2 separate regions of the Mus musculus genome follow, and region 2 is linked to region 1. A link is a contact called in public Hi-C data. All regions are on one chromosome and are shown on one strand. Each heading gives the region's core, a stretch centred on a gene start, on an enhancer-like site or on the middle of the called end of the contact. The rest is flanking DNA. Distances are from core to core; before and after follow the strand shown. Region 1 holds the start of Vmn2r120 (vomeronasal 2, receptor 120). Region 2 holds the start of Cntnap5c (contactin associated protein-like 5C).

Evidence for each region. Hi-C and Micro-C count contacts between places; a contact is called where the count stands out from the background.
Region 2: a Hi-C map of cortical neurons shows a contact between it and region 1, with 2.8 times the contacts expected there. The contact joins the promoter of Cntnap5c here to the promoter of Vmn2r120 in region 1. A contact is called at or near these places in 3 of 39 promoter capture datasets (cranial neural crest, embryonic stem cells and hippocampal neurons) and 2 of 484 Hi-C or Micro-C datasets (both in cortical neurons).

The regions. Positions count from the first base shown.
Region 1 is chr17:57,543,342-57,547,086 of GRCm38.p6, reverse strand. Vmn2r120 (vomeronasal 2, receptor 120) reads left to right here and starts at 1,773. Exons shown (of 7, transcript NM_001104591.1): 1 at 1,773-1,896. The coding sequence starts at 1,773.
Region 2 is chr17:57,767,292-57,771,036 of GRCm38.p6, reverse strand. It overlaps Cntnap5c (contactin associated protein-like 5C), which reads right to left and starts at 1,826. Exons shown (of 24, transcript NM_001081653.2): 1 at 1,386-1,826. The coding sequence starts at 1,467.

The DNA.
Region 1 (3,745 bases), core at 524-3,023:
AGGCCAAGAAACTGACTGCTGACTTTTCCCTGCAGCACCCTCAGCTCCTCTCACTGTCCTTTCGACCATGCCATTCAACCCTTGTGTGCCATGCGGGTATCCTTCAGCAGTAGATTGAGTCACTCTGAAGCTGGAGCTTGTGTGTAGCTCAAGTAGCACAAATGTGAGCAGTTTCTCTTGTAAACTGAGCAGGCCAGGTTGCTTTTTCTCCTTTGATCTTTGTTGTCAGGGTCTCACTGCTGTCAATTCTTAAAACCATCTCTCCAGCCCAGCCACTGGGTTCTTTTCATCTTCATGCTAGCATATCAGGAATTTGTGCACACAAAGTTATATATTCTTCACTAATTATTAAATGTCAAACTCAATTCAAATTAAGGTGAGAGATATGTAACCCCATTATGTTCTTATTTCTTGACTTTTAGACAAAATGCTCATCAAGTCCTTTTCTTTTTTGGGGGGGATTGATTTTTTTAATTTTTATTAGGTATTTTCCTCATTTACATTTCCAATGCTATCCCAAAAGTCCCCCATACCTACCCCCCCACTCCCCTACCCACCCACTCCCATTTTTTGGCCCTGGCATTCCCCTGTACTGGGGCATATAAAGTTTGCAAGTCCAGTGGGCCTCTCTTTCCAGTGATGGCCGACTAGGCCATCTTTTGATACATATGCAGGAGAGTTAAGAGTTCCAGGGTACTGGTTAGTTCATAATGTTGTTCCACCTATAGGGTTGCAGACCCCTTTAGCTCCTTGGGTACTTTCTCTAGCTCCTCCATTGGGGGCCCTGTGATCCATCCAATAGCTGACTGTGAGCATTCAATCAAGTCCTTTTCTGATGTTCCATATGAACATGGATCTTCATGCCTCATACCCATATGTACATTCTAGTAGTAGGATAAATGTTGAAATAACTGAGCAGTGATTAATACGTACTTCATGGAGCAGAGAACCATTTCTAGCAATTACCCTATATCATCAAGTCAGAGTGAGCTATGGAAAAATCCAATGCTGTAGATATAATCACTATTCACTACTTAGTGATTTTGAATCATGGGAACTGAAGAGGTTAATATGTATAGAAAAAACACTCAGTTTAACATATACACAGATAATGACAGGCAGATGGATTTATGTATCCTAGATTTATTTCTTGGTTTTCTAGGCAATGGAGAATGCACACACTGGCAGAGAATTCTATACATAGAAATGTCATATAGACACCCATGGACCACACACTGAGTGTACTATGTGACTCTATCAGATATAAGATTTATGTTAAGTCCTTAAAGACCTTGGATATTTAGATACATAGTTCCATATGTCTCTCTTTTAATTGGGTTTTTTTTTACATCATTTATCTCCCAACTTGATTTGAGTCACTGACATGACTCACTTACTTTATTTCAAATGGTGTTTATACATAATATGAGAGCCAATCTATCCAAGTTGAGTCGATCCCTGTGGTTTTGCTATTTTTGAACATGATTTATCATCACCCTAACAGGGATGAACCTCAGGCATATTTTCTCAACTTGTTTGTGCTACCTGTGCAGGGTACCTCAGATGTGAAACCTGAGGGTAGAAATTTTGGAGATTTCTCTTGGGGACTGCAGCAAGGAGGAAGGAATGGATTCATGGAATATGAGTAGACTCTCCAGCCTACAACACATATAACATATAAGTGCCCATATACATGAACACATTCAATTGTGCATGATGTGATGATTTTGTGGGTTGAATTTCTGGCCAGGCACAGCATTTTGCAAGGAATAATGTTGATTTTTGTTTCTGTGTTGTTGTTCCTGAATTTTCCTGTAGCTTCCTGTGAGCCAATAAACCCAGGATGCTCTCTGGGCATGGCAGATGCTATATTCCAGGATGGAGATGTATTGGTTGGTGTATTCTTACCCCTTCATGCATATCTAACATCACCACAACTATATGGTCCTGATATTGATACCACTATGAAACAGTAAGTACCATCAACGCACTTATTTCTTTTTATATCTGAATGTCATGGTGGATAATACACAGAAAGTATGTACAGCTGTAGAATCTCTCTCTATGTCTCCCATCTTATTCTTCACAATGACATTATCCATGGCAAATTCTAAATTCATTTTGCCATTTCCTTTTGAATATTTCACACTCTTAAAGTGGTGAAAATATTACTCTGGTTTTTGCCCTTTTAGCTTTCATACTTAGGGACACACAGTAAGACAGCAAACACAGTAAAACACAAAAGACAGAGAAAGTGGAAACCGTTTCTCTGTTTCCACTTCAACTGTGATTAAGCAGGCAACATCAAGTTACTCAGAAACACAGCCCAAAATGTTGATGTGTTTTCAGTAAGAAGAGGCTTAAGCAAAGTGCTTTATACAACTTAGTATCCTCAAAAGTTAATTTATTGCCATGTACTTTCTAATGCCCATAGTTGAGTTGAGGAACTTCTGACTTAAAACTCCTAGTAGTGTTAATAAATTAATCATCAATGGCTCTTGTTAATGTTGGTAGCTGACCTGTGCCAAAACAAAACGCATCTCCACAGACATAGGTACCAAAATGATGGAATTTTCCTGTGATCAAGAGAGATTGGTCACCACTCTGAATGTACAATATGTAAATGCAAAGTATACAGACACAGAACAATATAAGAAGATCAGTGGATGCAAAGCAATAAAGTTAAATGCTTCCAGACAGAGAGACAGTGGCTTTATGTTGAAGCTGGTCAAGGTGACCACACAACACCTTGGATATATGTAAGAGTGGTAAATTAATAAGCTCTTGAAAGTAATCAGCTGTCTCAGACCACTAAAATGACACAGCAAGAATCATGATAAAATGAACACTGAAGACAGTAAAAGTTAAAGCCTCATTGAAAAATATTTTAGTGATGTCTAATCAAGATTTATTAAAAACAGTAAATGTCTATAAAGTAAAAGATAGAGTGTCTTATATACTTTAGCTTGCTATAATAACTTCTGCCCTTGAGGGATATTGTGTTTCTCTTTATATGAAAGGGGTATTTCTCTTTATATGAGATGATATAAAGCTAAACTCAATTTCTCATCTTATTTTCTCATTTTCATCTGCTGGGTTAAGCCTCTCAGAGGACAGTAATGCTAGACTCTTAACTCTTGTCTGCAAGCATAAGCTCTGGAGATGACTTAAAATCTGTGTGCTACAAGCCCAGTCTGAAGATTGCAGACAGACATTGCAATGGCTTTCCATGTCCAAGATAGAGAAGCCTACTAGGAAGAAGGCTTTAGAGAAAAAGTTATAATTTCCTCTATATCCAGAAAGAAAAGAAAAACATTAAAATAGAATTATATGCTCTTTAATTGTTTTCTTTCTGCCAACACCATTACAATATATGATTTTATAACTTCTCTGTAAGAAGAATCACTAATGAACATTTGAGCTCACAAATATTGCAATGTGTCCTGACCCTGGATAAACAAATCTATTAATTATATTAATAATTATTAATGTTGTTCAGTAGACAATGATCAGTATAAATCCAACAAAGCAGGTTGGGTAGTGGATTTCTTAAATGAGAAAATTTTTCATTTCTCAATAAACGGATAATATATTACCCAGTTATATGCTTCTGAGTAATTGTCTTATTCCTCAGATTACAACAGACCACAATAGAATTTTTTAATGGATGAATAAAATAAAGAATGGGAAAACAAAAATCCTAGTGAAGCCATGAAGCCTAAGGGAAAAGACCAAGATGCTGCTC
Region 2 (3,745 bases), core at 577-3,076, 220 kb before region 1:
GCTCTTGGGTCTTTCTCTTGGCCAAATGTGGGGGTGATTTCGGGGAGAAGGGGAGAAGAAGAGGAAATGGAAAGGGCAACAGAGGAAGGAAGGGGAGAAAGCAGAACAGAGAATTAAAATTACCTGACTGTAATTTGCTTCCATATATCATTTAAAATAATTTACTACCTTATTCCCACCAGGGGGAGAGAGTAGCCTCTTTTACCCTTCTTTATAACACAACCTTTAAGAAAATGTTACAATTACAAATTGTAAGCTTTCCAATCTTTGGATGACAGAAACACTGACTCTGTTGAACATCTATCCACCTGTCTTCCTTCTGGAATGCAAATTCTGGGACAAGAGCCTCTAAGGATTAAGAAATAAAGCAGAAGGGTCCTCCATAGTAAGTCTTCTCTCTTTCCTCTTGTGTTACTGATACTGATAACATGAATTATAAAAGTAAATTAAACTGTCCAAATCAGGATCATATTTCGGAGGTTCAGTGTCAAAATACAAGATGTGGGAATCAAACACAGAAACTTGAGGGACTGTGATAAGCCACCCTGGCAAAGAACACAGATGGCTTAATTGCATCCTTTCTCATTTGGGAGTTCCCAGAGAAGGAAAAACTTCCCTCACACTGCCCAGAGAAGCAACTGGGCAATTGAGCTTGATTCTCTCACAGCTTTAGTGATTTATTCAAGTTTGACAAACTGGGTCTTATAAATATATAGTGCAGGCAAGAATTTTTAGAAGTCAAGAATTCTTTCCTATTGAATTAAATGCTCTGTGCTTGCAGGATTCAAAATGTGGGTATTACAGTTCATACTCATTCCTTCACTGGCACCAGAATTTTGAGGGTGAATTGTGTACTAAAAGTCCCCCTCCTGTAATAGGACAGCCATTGATCTCCTGGTATAACTACATTTGGGCTGCAATTCTTAGGCCCAAACTCCCAATCCCCTTACAAGGAAGTTACAAACTACTCCCAGCTGAAACCTTATGTATAAGGCAGTGGAAAGAGCTGTGTGCTTAGGGTGGCAGTAGGGGGTAGAGGTGATTCGGGAACATTTCAAATCATTTGGAGCTGCAGTCCCATTATCACCTATCTTGGAGACACAGGAACAGTCTCTGCCCTTTGAGGCTTGCTCTAGATCTGCGCAGTAAAGCTAGAATCAGGCTAAGGGAACTTTATGATTCCAATGAAAGGCAGGCAGTCCAGCAAAGCAAGCTCATTAAAGCTCTGCTAACTTTTGGGATTGTTAGAATGGTCAAACTAGACTGGCTAGGTTTCACCCTGCTCTTTCCTTTCACGCAGAGCATATACTGTTGGACATTAGATACTTTTACTCAGGAGAGTCCTATCCCACCTTACCTTCCCGCCCCCAGTTCCAAGTACTCACAATTTGTCGCTGTTAATCCAAAATGCCACAAGCCAGAGAGCACCAAAGTAAAAACGCTATTCAGTCTTGGTACAGAATCCATTTCCCTCAGTGAGCGATCGCTTCCAATGGAATCCCAAATTCACGGGCACCAGCCTTGACCTTTTTTTTTTTTTCCCTTTTTTATTTCTCTTTTTATTTCTTCCTCCGCACAGCCTGAAACCCCTCCCACCCCCGCTTCTCCTTCACTCCGTTCTGCTTCAGTGCTTCCTCGGAGATGCGAGCTCCAATCGACGTTTATAGTTTCTGCAACTGTCACTTTCTGTGCTTGCCTTTCTTGCCTGCCTCGTCTTCCTCCGGATTCCCTTCCTTTAAGGGTAAGATCTAAAGTCGAGCGCAGTTCTTGGCACCCAGTTCCACCAACAGACAAAAGCACTTCATTTGTACTCTAGAGCTGTGTTCAGCACCAGAGAGGCGGACAGCTCATTTCAGGAACCTTCTGTACGGCCCCGCCCCCAGTCGAGCCCGCCCTGCGCTGGCCTGGGCGGGTCCTTGGCAAGTCCCTGGCAGACAGCTCTGCTTCCAGGTGCTCTGATGACTTGCTGGGGAAGCAAGGAGCAAAAGAATTTTCTCTCTCTCTCTCTCTCTTTCTCTCTCTCTCTCTCTCTCTCTCTCTCTCTCCCTCCCTCTCTCTCTCCTTTTTTTAAACCTTTTATTTTATATTTTATTGGATATTTTAATTATTTACATTTCAAATGCTATCCCTTTTCCCCAGCTTCCTCTCCGGAAACACCCTATCCCATCCCCACTCCCCCTGCCCTGGCATTTCCCTATACTGGGGCATTGACCCTTCAGAGGACCAAGAGACTCTCCTCCCATTGATGCCCGACAAGCACATTGATCCTGTGCTACATGTGCGGCTGGAGTCACAGGTCGCTCCATGTGTACTCTTTGGTTGGTGGTTTAGTCCCTGAGAATTCTGGAGGACTCTGTGCTCAGTCCAGTGGTTGGCTGCAAGCATCCACCTCTGTATTTGTCAGGCTCTGGCAGAGCCTCTCTGGTGACAGAAGTATCAGGCTCCTGTCGTCTAGCACTTGTTGGCATCTGCAATAGTGTCTCTGTTTGGTATCTGCATATGGGATGGATCCCAAGGTGGGACAATCTCTGGATGGCCGTTCCTTCAGTCTCTGCTCCACACTTTGTCTCTGTATCTCCTCCCGTGAGTATTTTGTTCCCCCATCTAAGAAAGACTGAAGCTTCCACACTGGTCTTCCTTCTTCATGAGCTTCATGTGGTCTGTGAGTTGTATCTTGTGTATTCTTTCCTTTCTATCTGTGCATCCTAGCTTCCCAGCATCCCTAACTACCTATCCTTTCTCTTTTTCTTTCTCCCAAATTAGGGGCATTTACATCAATCAGGTTTTTGGAACAATGCTGAAGCGATGACTAGAGGAGTGTGTGAAGGAAGGAAGCATCCTTGTTTGTTTGGGTTTTTTGTTTTTGTTTTTTTTTTTGTTTTGTTTTGTTTTGTTTTGCTTTTTGAAGAAAAAAATATTAGTTAAGAATAAATGTCAGTTCCCAGCACTTGGGAGACAGAGGCAGGCAGATTTCTGAGTTTGAGGCTAGCCTGGTCTACAAAGTGAGTTCCAGGATAGCCAGGTCTATACAGAGAGACCCTGTATCGAGAAAAAAAAAAGGATAAAAGTCAGTGTTACTCAATTGCACCACAGCTTCAAAATATCTCCAAAATGCATTTTAACTAAGTAAAATGTTTTAACAAGGTGAGATTTAACAAATCTGTCTATTCAAGCAGAGTCACTTAATATGAACCATCAGGGCAAGAGAAATGTGCTGTTGTACATATTCAAACGATATAGAAACATGTCACTATGGAGTCCACAATTGTGATATATCTTCAAGATGTTAATAAACACCATAACTTCCTGTTTTAGGTGTACATATGCAGACTAGTGTATAGTAGAGAAATTACTCCTAATTTACAAATCTATTTACAGTTGTAGCTTTCATTTTATTTTTGTCTCAAACACACCTATGCTTGAGCAACTTAGAGCTTTAACCAGCAGACATTGGTATAAGATTTGCCAATGCTTTGGGAAGCTGACTAATTGTGCCTCAGACTGTGGTGAGGGGGAAAACAGCTGTTCCTCACAGACAGTACTGTAAACAATGACATCAGCATCCTCTGAAGATTTTAGTTCAGCCAGATCATTATTTGCCTATTGAAGTCTTTTCTTTCATAAGGATTTTAGTCTGATTGATGCAGCTGCCACAAGACTAATTCAGATTGAATAATTCTGTATTTCTTTCCATGTTGCTGCTCATAGAATAATTCATACCTGCACAGCATCTGACTTTGAAGAG